4 separate regions of the Mus musculus genome follow, and regions 2, 3 and 4 are each linked to region 1. Evidence: chromatin contacts called from public Hi-C and HiChIP or PLAC-seq data. All regions are on one chromosome and are shown on one strand. The core of a region is the stretch at or near the end of the contact, and the rest is flanking DNA. Distances in the headings are between cores, read along the strand shown.

Region 1 (3,010 bases), core at 307-2,806:
ATAACAGACACCATACATTGTCTTTGATAGAATTCAAGCATTTAGGCAAATAAATAAATAAAATAAAATTCTAGTAAACGTGTGTCAACCAGTGGGAGGTAGCAGCTTTCTAGTACTTGTGCATTGCTATGCTAAGGGTAAAATACTTTTTATTTTTGAACAATTAAATCTGTCAACATTTGGAGGACCAACTAATTGATGAACTAATATTTTCCATAATATTAAGACGAAAAACCACACTCAGGGTGGAAAAAGCTTTGCTCCACCTACAAAACAAATCAATAACTCTGTCGGATTATTTCCAGATTTGGGGGGAGAGGGGTCTCTATGTAGCCCAGGCTGGCCTGGAACTCTCTGTGTAGCTCAGGCTGGTGTTGAACTCTCAGAAGTTGGCTTAGGCCTCTGGCTCTGGCTCCATAGTGCGGGGATTAAATGTACGCACCACCATACCAACACATGATAGAAAATTTTATTTTTAGAAAGATGTTCTGTAAAATAATCAGAATATGTTAAATATTTGTCACAGCACTGTTTGTACATATGCTGGAAAGTATAAATAGTTATTTTTATAAAAGTGCTGATTAAATTATTAAATGCATATCTATAGAGAGGAAAACCAAGCATCCATGCAAAACGCTGCCAAAACCTTAAACTTATTAATATAGAAAAACATTGTCTGAGTAGGGGAGAGAAGAAGGAACAAAGCCTTATGAATGGTCTCCTCTGCTGGACCTCGCACACACATATGCTTGCGCGCACGCGCAGGTACTGTCTAGGATGATGGACCTTAACTCAGGCTCACAGATGAGCTCAATGAGCCTTGAAATGTTCCTTCCTGGGTTTGCTTGTTTGTTGGACTGTTTGTTTTGAGATAGGGTCTTAGGTAACCCAGGCTGGCCTCAAAATTGCAATGTAGCAAAGGCTGGTTTTGAACTCATCCTCCTGTCTCCGCCTCTCAAAGAACAACAACAAAAATATTCTCGAAATACCTTTTTACGTACAGAACAATTATTTTTAAAATTACAAAGTATACAAGTTCTGTATAATAACCATGAGTGGAGAGAAGGAGGGGGAAGCAGTTAGCCCGGGCACTAGGTGGCATTCTCTCTAGAAAGGTTTCTGAAGCCCCATTAGGATGTCAAATTCCAGTGATCTAGAAACTTCTCCTATTCACCAACCATAGCAGGCATTTGCCACCTTGCCTTTTTGTTTTTCCTTCAAAATTATACACACAAAACTATACACAAAATTATTATATATCAAATAGGGATAGTTAACGCTTTATATCATTAAACGCTTCCCATGACATTGTAGCTACAGTCCCTGTGTTTGGTTGGTTGGTACCAGGCATGGGACACCTGCCTGCATCCCGCTTGCTCCTCCCTCCCCTCCTGTGCTCTACTGACCACAGCTCTACACGGCCACTTGGCATTATAGCGTTTTCTCTCCTCATTTAGCAACTGTGGTTCTGATGCACCACGCTCGGTTCATTTCTAGTACTTGTTAATCATCAGACTGCAAACACAGATGGCCCTAGTCAGGTCTGCCCAGTCTTGCAAGGAAGCGGAAGCCAGCCCCGGGAAAGCTCTCCCGCCCTCTGCTGGGCATCTCCAGAGAGACAACTTCCCAATCACAGGCATTTTATTTGCCTTTTGGTTTTCAGTGAGGAATTTGGGAACTGGTTCTTGGAACTGCTTGCTGAAAAAGACAATTCCTGACTAAAACATTGCTTTCGTTCTTCATACCAAACAGAAATATCAAATTGAAGCTGCTCGGTGAATATATTCCATCAGAGACATTGTGGGACTTGGTGTACTAACTTAGAGTAGTAATAAGAAAGCATCATAAAGAAACCAAGCATGGCGTACCACACTGATAACCACAGGATTCCAGCGGCTGAAGAAGGATCCTGAGCTCCAGGCCAGCCAGGGCTACATAGTTGAGCCTTGGCCTCAAAAATTAAAAAAAAAAAAAAAAAGGAAAAAGGGCTGATAAGATGGCTCATCAGGAAAAGGGCCTGGCCTCACATGCCTGGCACTGAGTTCCAGCTCACACCTGCACTTGGATGGTAAAGGAAGGAAGTCTGCTGCAAGTTCAAGGCCAGCCTGGACTACAAAGGTGAGTTTCACACCAGTCAGTGCCACATACCTGAGATACTGAGTCAAAAACCAAAACAAAAAAATAGGACACCTTGCCAGGTATGGTGGCGCACATCTTTAATCCTAGCACTTGGGAGGCAGAGGCAGGCAGATCTCTGAGATGGAGGCCAGCCTGGTCGACAGAGTGGGTTTCAGGACAGCCAGGGCTACACAGAGAGACCCTGTTTCAAAAAGCAAAGAAACAAGCAAACAGCAAAACAGCAAATCCAAAATCAAACGAACAAGCAAACAAACAACCAGGATCTTAATCAGAAATATGCTAAAACCCAAAACGTCAACTTCAGGATCTTATTGCAGCCGTCTATGCGCTTAGAAAGAAGCCCCTGCCAGGCTCGTGGCTTTGGCATCGCTCAGTCACTGCCTCTTGCAAAGCAGGAAACTAAAGTTAAGAACTTTCACACTGGAGAGATGGCTCAGAGGTAAGGTGCACTTATTCTTGCAGATGATATGAGTTCAGTTCCCAGCACCTACATGGTGGCTTACAGCATCCATAACTCCAGTTCTAGGGGATCTAAGACCTTCCTGTCACCAACCTAGGCTCTAGGCACACACATGGTACGCAGACATACATGCAAGTACAACACTCATATACATTTTTAAAAAGGGAGGGGTTCTTAAGTTCTGGCCTTGCTTTCTCATGAATCTTTACAGTCTTGCTGTTTCCTCCTTTAAGAATACAGCATTGGGGATACCGCTCTGTTGACATGCTAACCCCAAAACCGATATGCAGAAGAGCAAGGCAGTGAGATTCAGCTGTAACCACAAAGATGCCCTAAGCTAAAGAACAAGGTGGTGATGGTAAACAGAATCTGTATATATTACCACACACTGCTCTAAATCGTTTCATCCTG
Region 2 (3,010 bases), core at 156-2,655, 350 kb before region 1:
TCTGGTCCAGGGCCGTGGGAGCGTGTGTTGCTTGTGTAGCATTTGCTGCTTTCACAGCCTGATCCCTCAGACGAGGCAGAGCGCGTTCTGTGAGACTCAGTTGTCGCTCATCAGTGAACCCTGGTGTCGGAATTCTGAAGAGATCCTTTTGTCAGCGTGTGATGACCTGTCTCCTTCCCAGGGGAACGACTTACCTTGTGTTCTTTCTCGCCCTCTGCTCAGGTCTGATGCCTTTGTCAGCAGGGCTGCCTAGCCTCCCCAACCTCCCCAGCCTCTCCAACTTCAACCTCCCTGCTCCGCACATCATGCCAGGGGTCGGTTTGCCAGAGCTCGGGAGCCCGGGTATGTTGCATGCCTTACCCTCCTAAGACATTGCTAATAAAAACATGGATTCAGGAAAGCGAGGCCTCCCGTTCAGTCTTTTCCAGAAAGAGCATCTCAGCTAAACACATTTCAGCTACTTCTAATCAGTATCCATCTTTTATATGGAGAAGAAGAAAGAAGTCCATGACCCGGCCTTCTGCCTCCCTCCCTTTCTCTACACCCTGGTAGGTTTGGCCCCAGGCAGGCTACCATAGGATCAGTGGAGTTGCACTGTGCACTGAATTTGACAGTGTGGTACAGTCACCTAATAAAGATGCTTGAGTCCCCTCTCTTCACTTCCTGTTTAAGGATGCTACCCACAGGAAATGCTGGTGACTGCTCTGTGCAGTCCAGGCCTGGTATTTTTGTTTTTCTGAGATTGGAGGGGCAGGCGGAGTCTCACTGTAGCTGGCCTGGATTAACTTCCTGCCTCAGCCTCTCAAGTGCTAGGACCACAGCTCTGCACTCGGGCCAGCTAAGTGTTCTGGGGGTTGACAGATGGTTTTATAATAGTAACCCAGAGCACCAGCTGCCAGCAGGTGGCTCTCAGGTCATATGCCCAGGTGAAAAGGGAGCAGCAGTCCCCAAGCCTGCTCCTGCTGACGCTCCCTGTGACTGCCCATCATGACACTGCAGTGATCACTCCATACTGAATAGTGGTTGTCATTGTCACACTTCTGACAGGTTTGCATTTTTTACATCTTCAGTGCCAGGGCTGAAGAACAAGGGACCTAGAAAGCCCCAGCTGCACCGACCACACTCCCTGCTTCTTTTCCCTGGGGCCCATATTCTTGGTCCCTCTGTCTTTAAATGCAGCAAGCCTCTAAGGACAGGACAGCTTCTCCAGCCAGTGGTGTCCTGGACATACCCCGTACAATCCGCCTTCCCTTTGCTCTTTCCTCTCTGAAGATCTCCAGAATAACGCACCAAGAGCAGCACAGGCAGTGCGGGGCCTCCCCAGGTGCAGGGCGGCTCCCTTGAGGCAGTGCTGCTGCTCCTCCACAGCTCCTCCTCTTAGCTGACAAGAGGCGCCTTGCCTGGGCAGGATCCTCCTAGCTCACATCCAGCCAGCGCCCTTGAACGCCAGGGAGCACTGCTTCCCATGGCTCTGGAGGGAGCTGTTGTCGCATCGGCAGACTCCTGAGTGCAGGGCTGAGTACACGGAGCTTGGGCCTGGAAAGCTTTTGGCCCCAGCCTCCAGTTAGAGGTCAGCAAAGGTGGCAGTGAGCAAAGAGCTCTGCTTCGGCTGCAGGCTCTCAGGGGCAGGTAGAGGAGCTTGATGGCCGTGCTCTGGTTGCTGGGAGAATATGTGACCTCTGCTGTTTCTATCCTAGGTTTGCCACCTCTTCCCTCCTTGCCTCCCCGAAACTTACCTGGCATTGCACCTCTCCCCATGCTGTCCGACTTCCTCCCGTCATTCCCTTTGGTTCCAGAGGGCTCTTCTGCAGCCAGCGCAGGGGAGCCGCTGTCTTCCCTTCCTGCCATGGGCCCACCTTCTGACCCTGTCATGACTACTGCAAAGGCAGACGCCTCTTCCCTCACTGTGGATGTGACGTCTCCTGCTTCCAAGGTCCCCACCACTGTTGAGGACAGAGTCAGCGACTGCACCCCGGCCGTCGAGAAGCCTGTGTCTGATGCAGATGCTTCAGAGCCTTCTTAACTGGGAACCAATGTTCAGAACCGACGTGGTCTGTTTAGTTAACCACGGGGTCAGGTCTGGAATCGCAAACTACCATTGATTTCATACTAGTGTGTACCGTATCTGTAGGTGTCCTGTACATAATTCTAAGGGGAAACTACGCAAGAGGCTGAGGGCTTGCCTCCCACCACGTCGGGGGGTTACAGCCGAGGAGGGCAATCTGAGAATGTGCTTGTATTTTAAACAACCAAAAAAAGTTGTCATGGGTGGCTTGCTGCCAGGCATCTACTGCCGTTCTGGGAGGTTCATCTTTGGAAGAGAGATGGCGGGGTACCCACTGGGTTCCCTGTACCACTGCTATGCCTTGTGTAAGGAAATGAAATATTTTATGCCTAGTGCCCACATGCAACATTTCTTGTACTTTGTAAGTCGTTTGCAAGAACACAGACCACCTCACTAAACTGTACAAGGAAACAAGAATTTACTGTTGGTCTCTGTGAGTCGCATCTCTATTACGGTTTACACAAAACTCCCAGTTGCAGATGTTTTGTTCCGGTCCATGGCACACTATTAATTGAACATCTTTTTATTCTGCCTGTACACAGATCTTGTTTTGAACTCAGAATTATTCAGACACCATTTTGTAGCTGCTGCTGTTGCTTTAGATGCCTGTGGTAAGATGGCATTTAAAGAGAAAGAGAGGAGCTGCGCTCTGTAGCTACTTAACGGTATCGCGGCAATAAACTCCAGTCGCTTTACGGTCTCCTTGTGTTCTAAGTGGCGAGCGTGTACTTCATGTGTGCCTCACATCTCTCAGGTCAGCCTGTGGTGGGTGTGCTTTTCTAAGTTTCCAAGCGATGCTCCATCGAGTGGGACTGATGTCCTGGGTGACGGAAAAGCATCTGACAGCCCCCTTTGGAAGTAAGGTGGAAGCAGTTTGTTGACTGTTGACCTGGTACTAGCATAAAGATACCCACACCGCAGTGGTGGCCATTGCTGACTCTGCCA
Region 3 (3,010 bases), core at 300-2,799, 300 kb before region 1:
CTCTAAGGCATGAGACAACACAAGACTACAAACAGCCACAGAGGATTAACAAACAATTCCCATTTCCACAGCATTCAACAGAAGCCAAATGAGAAAAATCAAGTAATAAATTTAAATCAAGAGGTTAAAGACTTTTATGTGAAGAACTATAAAATACTGCTAAAGAATTAAAGGTCCGGGTATCTATAGAGGTAGAGTTAAAAGACTAGGCGTCTATAGAGGCAGAGGTAAATAAAGAACTAGGTTATTTATAGAGTAGAACTAAAGGACTAGGTATCTGTACAAGCAGAGTTAAAGGACTAGGTATCAATAGGGCGGAGTTAAAGGACCAGGTATCAACAGGGGAGGAGTTAAAGGTCTAGGTGTCTACAGTGGCAGAGTTAAAGGACCAGGTATCAATAGGGGCGGGGTTAAAGGACCAGGTGTCTCAAGAGAAGAACTAAAAGACCAGGTGTTAAAGGACTAGTGTCATTAGGTATAGAGTTAAAGCCCAGCACTTTTAAGATAGCCACTGTGTTGCTGAATATAGAACCTTAGTGCTTTTTAAACCAACAGTTGGGTATTCTAATTGAATTTAGAACAAAATTAGAAATGACTTGAAGAAGTGATTCTGAGATAGAATTTGAAGAAGTGGCCATGTTGGTCTGTTCATGTAGTGTCAGATTTTTGGAAGCCTGAGACAGGAGGACTGCTTGAATCCAGAAATTAAAGATCACCCCGGCAAAAGATTTGATAAAAATGGAACCGAGGGGAGAGAAAGGAAAAAGGAAGACTAATGAATGAATAATATGCCAGAGACTGGGGTATAATAGTGCAGAAAACACAAGACCTAGGCAGTATGTGTGTAGAGGGACAAATGGAGCTGTGTTTGTAATGTATGAGAGCTCTGCTTCCTGCTCACTGCTTTAAAAGTCCCTGACATGGCAGGAATGAGGGTCAAAGAACCTTTTCTCAATAAGGAGACACAAATGTGTCTATATAGAACGTCCAAGGGTATCTACATCTTTATTCACATAAATCTTTGTACAACTTCCCAAATCTTCTATAAACATGTAACTATTATCTAAGCATCTTTGTTCTTTGAATTACAAAGAGCAATTGACATAGAAAATTTAGAAAACAAAACAGAAAAAAGAAACAACTGTCTGAAACTACCTGTGAAGTACATTTATACATTCAGAAAATAAACCGCCAACAATATTAATTTGAACACTGCAGTGGTATAGGCAACTGATTCAGATACGAAAGGGGGTAAATCCCACTCAAAATCCACTGAAAACATTCAGGCTTGGAGATTATGTCAGAGATAACTTTTCAGTTAACATATTTCCTGGCTATATGTACTTTTGTTTTTGCTATATCAATTATGAATAACATTATTATTAGCATTCTCGCTCACTGCTAACAATGTAAGTGAAAATTTTAAAAGAAGCTTACAGTTGTGGTAAATTTGGCCTAACAAAGGGATCGTTTTCCGCTCCATTGACTGCCTTGGTCTTTCTTTGCTTGGCTTCAGAATTGGTAGCAGGTGCCTGAGAATTATTAGCTGTGGGAGGTTTGCGTTTGCCTAGAAGTTTTCTTTGCCGTTCAATGTCTTCCCTTTGTTGATTCACCCATTCTTGTTGCCTGTGTAAAAAGGAACAAATGAAACCACATTAATCTTCCATTATTTTCCACAACTAAAAATATATCAAAAGGATCACATAGTATAAAACTCTATTCTGTTGGCCCCACTCTTTTAAAAAATTTTAAGCATATACTTAATTGTTTTGTGTATGAAAGTTGTTTGTTCATTCTCTTTTTAGACAGGAGCTCACTGTGTAGCCCTGACTGGCCTGGAACTCAAAGTGATCCGTCTGCTTCTGCTTCTGAATGCTGGGATTAAAGGTGTGCACCAACACAACCAACTGAGTGTGTTGCCTATGTATTCATGTGCATCACAAGTGTGTTTGGTGCCTCTAAAGGCCAGATGAGGCTATCAGTTCACCTAGAACTGGAGTTACCGAAAGCTGTGAGCCATCACCTGCATGCTGGGAACCAAACCTTGGGCTTTAGGTCCTCGGGAAGAGTAGCCAAGTGTTCTCAACAGCAGAGTCATCTCTCTAGCCCCATGGGTCCCACTCTGGTGAAACAAAACATCCTACAGGTCTCACTTCATACAGTCTTTAAAGGAAGTGTTCCCTAAACCTCCAGATAAGAGGAAGTATGTGGTTACACAGTATTTCATAGTATCTTGTCCTTACTGAAAAATACCTTTCCTATAAAACTACACCAGAATGAGTTTGGTTAGGCTAATCTTTTCATTAAAATAGACAGTATACATATTACACACACACATTCTATTTTATTCTTACTATCTAGCATGGTGATCAAAATATACTAGTATACACACTAAGATTCTTTTAAATAAATGAACTAAAAACAAAACAAAGCAAAACCCAAGCCCCATCTAATCAAAGTTTGAGATAGATTTTAAACATATGTTTTATCATCCAACAATATTTTAGATAAGCTTATAAAAGGCAAGGGAAATTTTAATATGAAGTGATACTTTCTTAAAACTGTTGGTATTTTGAAATAAAAGATGACAATGTAAAAGCAAAAAGAAACTTGAAATTTCTACCTGTTACATTAATAAATACAAATTTAATAGCACTTCCCATTGATGTATCTAAAACAATTTTCCAAAGAGTTGAGAGTCTACAAACTAGTGGATATTATGTCTATTACAGAATATAGGCTGGTTGTAGACCTGTAATCTCAGAGTATGTGTGTATGGGGGAAGGGGATTGCAAGTTCGAAAGAAACTTAGGTTACAGAGCAAGCCTTGCATTAACAGTTGGGGGCATGTGCAAAGTGCATGTGTGGGGTTGGTCAGAAGACTAGGTCCCAGGGATACAGCTCAGTCTGTCAGGCTTGCTGCAAGTGTGTTAACCTGATGAGTAACCTCCACAGCCACGAAAGGAACTTGTGATCAGCCTTTCTCAGCCTAAAATACATTAAGCTTATT
Region 4 (3,010 bases), core at 338-2,837, 280 kb before region 1:
CACTTTAAAACACAAAAAAGTTATACTAATATTGAGTATCTTTGGTGAAATATTCATCAAACCAATGGTTGACTTGAAAAGTACAACTCACTGCCTGCCTGAATGCTTTATATCCACAAACCAAATTCAGGGATGGTTATTATAATGTGAACAGATGTCATGACAAACTTTTGCCTACAGCTGCTAAGAATAGTGTTTAATATGTTTTTTAATTTTAGTTTTATGCATATGGGTGTTTGGGTTGCATATACATATGTGTAATATGTGTATACCTGTTACTTACAGAAGTCACAACATTAAATTAGAATTAGATTCCCTAGAACTAGAATTATAGATCATTTCAAGCTATCACACATATACTGGGAACTAAACATGGGTCCTCTAAATGAGAACAAAAAGGACTCTTAACCACTAAGCCATCCAGCTTATCCCACTGTTCAATGGTTAACCACATTTTTGGACAGAACTTGTTAAACTAGATTGAGACAGGATAATAATTGAGAAATATCTTTATTACTTAATGGCACACACCAAAACATAGATCCTTTCTAAAAAAACAGTCAATGCAAATTAATACCGCTCTCCCCAGAATGTCAAATGTGTAAGATAGTCAGTTTTCAGGGCTGGCAATAGCTCAGTTGTTAAGAGCTCTGGCTGCTTGTTAGAGGACCAGAATTCAATTCCTAGCATACCCAAAGAGGTTCACAACTATCTGTAACTCCAGTTCCAGGAGCTCTTACAGCCTTTTCAACCCTTTGCAAGGCATCAGGTTTATATGTAGTATACAGACATACATGCAAACAAAATACATACATGTTAAGTAAAAATTTTTTAAAAGATATCCTGTTTTCTCTAAACTTTAAGAACTAGATTAGAATATAGTAAATTCTGTTGTAAATTTTTTTCTTGCTTCCTTGTATTTTATTACATTTTTGTAAAAACTTATTACGAAATATGAACATTAAGATGGAACTGAATAGCCCACCCCTGAAAAAGAGACAGAACTTTAATAATTATTATCTAGAAGTCTTTGCATGAAACTTTGACCCCTGAAAGAAAACCTGTTACACTGCTAACTCTAAAATCTACTACAGAAGTTTATATATGCAATATCTTGAAACCTTATCATCAAATAAAAGTTTTTCTTGCTGTTCTAAATAAACACACTAGCAACTTTGAGTGTATTTTATTTTATGGTGTATTGCTTCTTTTACATGACAGTATCATAGTAAAGTGGAGAGCAGCGGGAAGAGATGGGTAACACTCAACTCAAATATCGACTGTTGCACTGTTTTAAAGCCTGCAAATCTCACTGCTGTCATGCATGCCCAGCACTTGCCTCCACTGACAGGAAGTCTAATACTTAGGAACTCTGAGTTCTACAACCATGTTACTTACCATCCTCCCATCCCAACCTAAGCTTTTACTTGGGTTACTTAAAACTAAATCTCCATGTTAAAAAGAACATACTAAGTTTTCAATATAAGTGAAGAGTAATTTGATAATTTAGTGTGCCATTTTCTTTTTGTTATGCATCATAACTGTTTACTGACATCCTCTTTTCTCTGGCTTTCCCTTTAAAACTGCAAAGTCGAATGAGCTATAAAATTAGAATCCAGTTGAACTTTCTCCTTACTCAAATTATCTTGTCAGCAGCTTTTAAGTCCAAAATCAAAACCAAGCAGCCACACAGGACAGTTGTGAGGGATGAGTTGGGTGAGGTTTGGGAAGCAATAACTTGAGTTAATTTACCCTGAAGTCCTGGCATTATTAAAGTCATTACAAAAGCAAAATTTAGAACAGTGGTTTCAAGTTATGTCCCATTGTGATTCACAGGATATGAAAACTGTCTGGCATACACACACTGAAGTCACTACCTTAAACACAAGTTCCTAGTTACACACACACACACACCCCACATCACACATTATTTCTCTAAAAAGATTTCTTTTCACTTTATGTATTTACTTTCTAGATGGTTTCCTGATGCATCATGCATGTGTGTGTAGAAGTCAGAGAGAAGGTTGGATCCTCAGGAACTGGAGTTCCTGGTGGTGAGAGCCACCATGTGGGTGCTGAGAACTGAACCTGGGACCTCTGCAAAAGCATCAACTGTTCTTAATCAGTGAACCACCCACTGTCTCTGATAATTTTAAGTGTAAATGTGGTGTCAGGAAATATGAATTGCTTCTCAGCCTTTGACAAAGACCAAATGCAGAATATTCACATTCCAAAATTTAACTTCAAAGGCTATCAGTCTATACTTAACAATATTAATATATGAGACTACTTACCACATTTCAAGATCTTTACATAATAATTAGCACTATTGTAGAATAAGTCTATAGCTCAGTAGTAAAGAATTTGCCTGGTACAAGCTCTAAGTTCACACACACACACATACAAACACACTCTCTCTCTCTCTCTCTCTCTCTCTCTCTCTCTCTCTCTCTCCAACAGTACATTTTATTTATCTCGTGTGTGTGTGTGTGTGTGAGTGTAGATTAGTTTTATTTTCAACAGTTCTACCATATATCTATTGGCAGTCATTTTTCAATAATTTACAAAGTTTTCATTTCTAAACAGAGTATGCATTCCAAATATAACTATTTCTAGGAAAATGCCTTTAAAACTCTAGAAATGATTTTGATGTATCATTGGGACAAAGATAAGGCTATCTATCTATCATTATGATAAATTATGAATTTCCTGTGTAATATGCATTTCATAGTCTCTAAAATTAAGAATATTATTCCTAGGCTAAAGAGATGGTTTAAGAACTGTAAGAATGGGCTGCTCTTTCAGAGGACCCAGCACCAAATGGTGGCGCATAACCATCAGGAGCTCCAGTTTCATGGTATCCAATACCCTCTCTGGCATCTACCAGCACCAGACATGCCCTTAGTGCTCAGATATACATGCAGGCAAAACACCCATACACATAAAAAGATACCACTACTTCTTATAATCATCTGGTACAATTCAAAACCAAAATTGTGCCATACAGCAG

Evidence for each region. A called contact is a pair of places that touch in the nucleus more often than the background predicts. HiChIP or PLAC-seq counts read pairs in DNA pulled down with a chosen protein or histone mark.
Region 2: a contact with region 1 is called in an H3K27ac HiChIP or PLAC-seq map of epiblast stem cells, with 9 times the contacts expected there. The contact joins two enhancer-like sites. A contact is called at or near these places in 4 of 39 promoter capture datasets (the C10 cell line, embryonic stem cells and hippocampal neurons), 9 of 15 datasets of contacts at CTCF or cohesin (the NIH/3T3 cell line, embryonic stem cells, hippocampal excitatory neurons and 3 more), 181 of 484 Hi-C or Micro-C datasets (the 3T3-L1 cell line, 3T3-L1-derived adipocytes, the 63-12 cell line and 84 more), 42 of 115 datasets of contacts at active chromatin or transcription factors (T-cell acute lymphoblastic leukemia, astrocytes, bone marrow-derived dendritic cells and 25 more) and 5 of 9 other capture datasets (adipose tissue, embryonic stem cells, embryonic tail and 2 more).
Region 3: a Hi-C map of bone marrow-derived macrophages shows a contact between it and region 1, with 44 read pairs. The contact joins two enhancer-like sites. A contact is called at or near these places in 1 of 15 datasets of contacts at CTCF or cohesin (large pre-B cells), 1 of 484 Hi-C or Micro-C datasets (bone marrow-derived macrophages) and 8 of 115 datasets of contacts at active chromatin or transcription factors (T-cell acute lymphoblastic leukemia, bone marrow-derived macrophages, embryonic basal ganglia and 4 more).
Region 4: a Hi-C map of bone marrow-derived macrophages shows a contact between it and region 1, with 24 read pairs. The contact joins two enhancer-like sites. A contact is called at or near these places in 4 of 15 datasets of contacts at CTCF or cohesin (CD8 T cells, large pre-B cells, pro-B cells and 1 more), 96 of 484 Hi-C or Micro-C datasets (3T3-L1-derived adipocytes, the AtT-20 cell line, B cells and 50 more), 16 of 115 datasets of contacts at active chromatin or transcription factors (the 230-238 cell line, CD8 T cells, astrocytes and 8 more) and 2 of 9 other capture datasets (adipose tissue and embryonic stem cells).

The regions. Positions count from the first base shown.
Region 1 is chr2:71,038,350-71,041,359 of GRCm38.p6, forward strand. The region is part of intron 1 of Mettl8 (methyltransferase like 8); the gene reads right to left. Among named protein-coding and RNA genes, the nearest start is that of Mettl8, 16 kb to the right of the region's middle. Within about 2 kb of position 1,557, at least 44 of the 459 cell types and tissues checked have an H3K27ac peak or open chromatin away from gene starts, as enhancers often do. A contact at or near this core is called in bone marrow-derived macrophages, differentiating embryonic stem cells, epiblast stem cells and 2 more, where this site is marked.
Region 2 is chr2:70,688,961-70,691,970 of GRCm38.p6, forward strand. Gorasp2 (golgi reassembly stacking protein 2) reads left to right here. Exons shown (of 10, transcript NM_027352.4): 9 at 223-342; 10 at 1,698-2,765. The coding sequence ends at 2,023. Among named protein-coding and RNA genes, the nearest start is that of Gm38528, 14 kb to the right of the region's middle. Within about 2 kb of position 1,406, at least 41 of the 459 cell types and tissues checked have an H3K27ac peak or open chromatin away from gene starts, as enhancers often do. A contact at or near this core is called in differentiating embryonic stem cells, epiblast stem cells, pancreatic islet and 1 more, where this site is marked.
Region 3 is chr2:70,740,617-70,743,626 of GRCm38.p6, forward strand. It overlaps Tlk1 (tousled-like kinase 1), which reads right to left. Exons shown (of 20, transcript NM_172664.3): 11 at 1,438-1,626. Among named protein-coding and RNA genes, the nearest start is that of Gm38528, 38 kb to the left of the region's middle. Within about 2 kb of position 1,550, at least 22 of the 459 cell types and tissues checked have an H3K27ac peak or open chromatin away from gene starts, as enhancers often do. A contact at or near this core is called in bone marrow-derived macrophages, where this site is marked.
Region 4 is chr2:70,761,269-70,764,278 of GRCm38.p6, forward strand. The region is part of intron 3 of Tlk1 (tousled-like kinase 1); the gene reads right to left. Among named protein-coding and RNA genes, the nearest start is that of Gm38528, 58 kb to the left of the region's middle. Within about 2 kb of position 1,588, at least 3 of the 459 cell types and tissues checked have an H3K27ac peak or open chromatin away from gene starts, as enhancers often do. A contact at or near this core is called in bone marrow-derived macrophages, where this site is marked.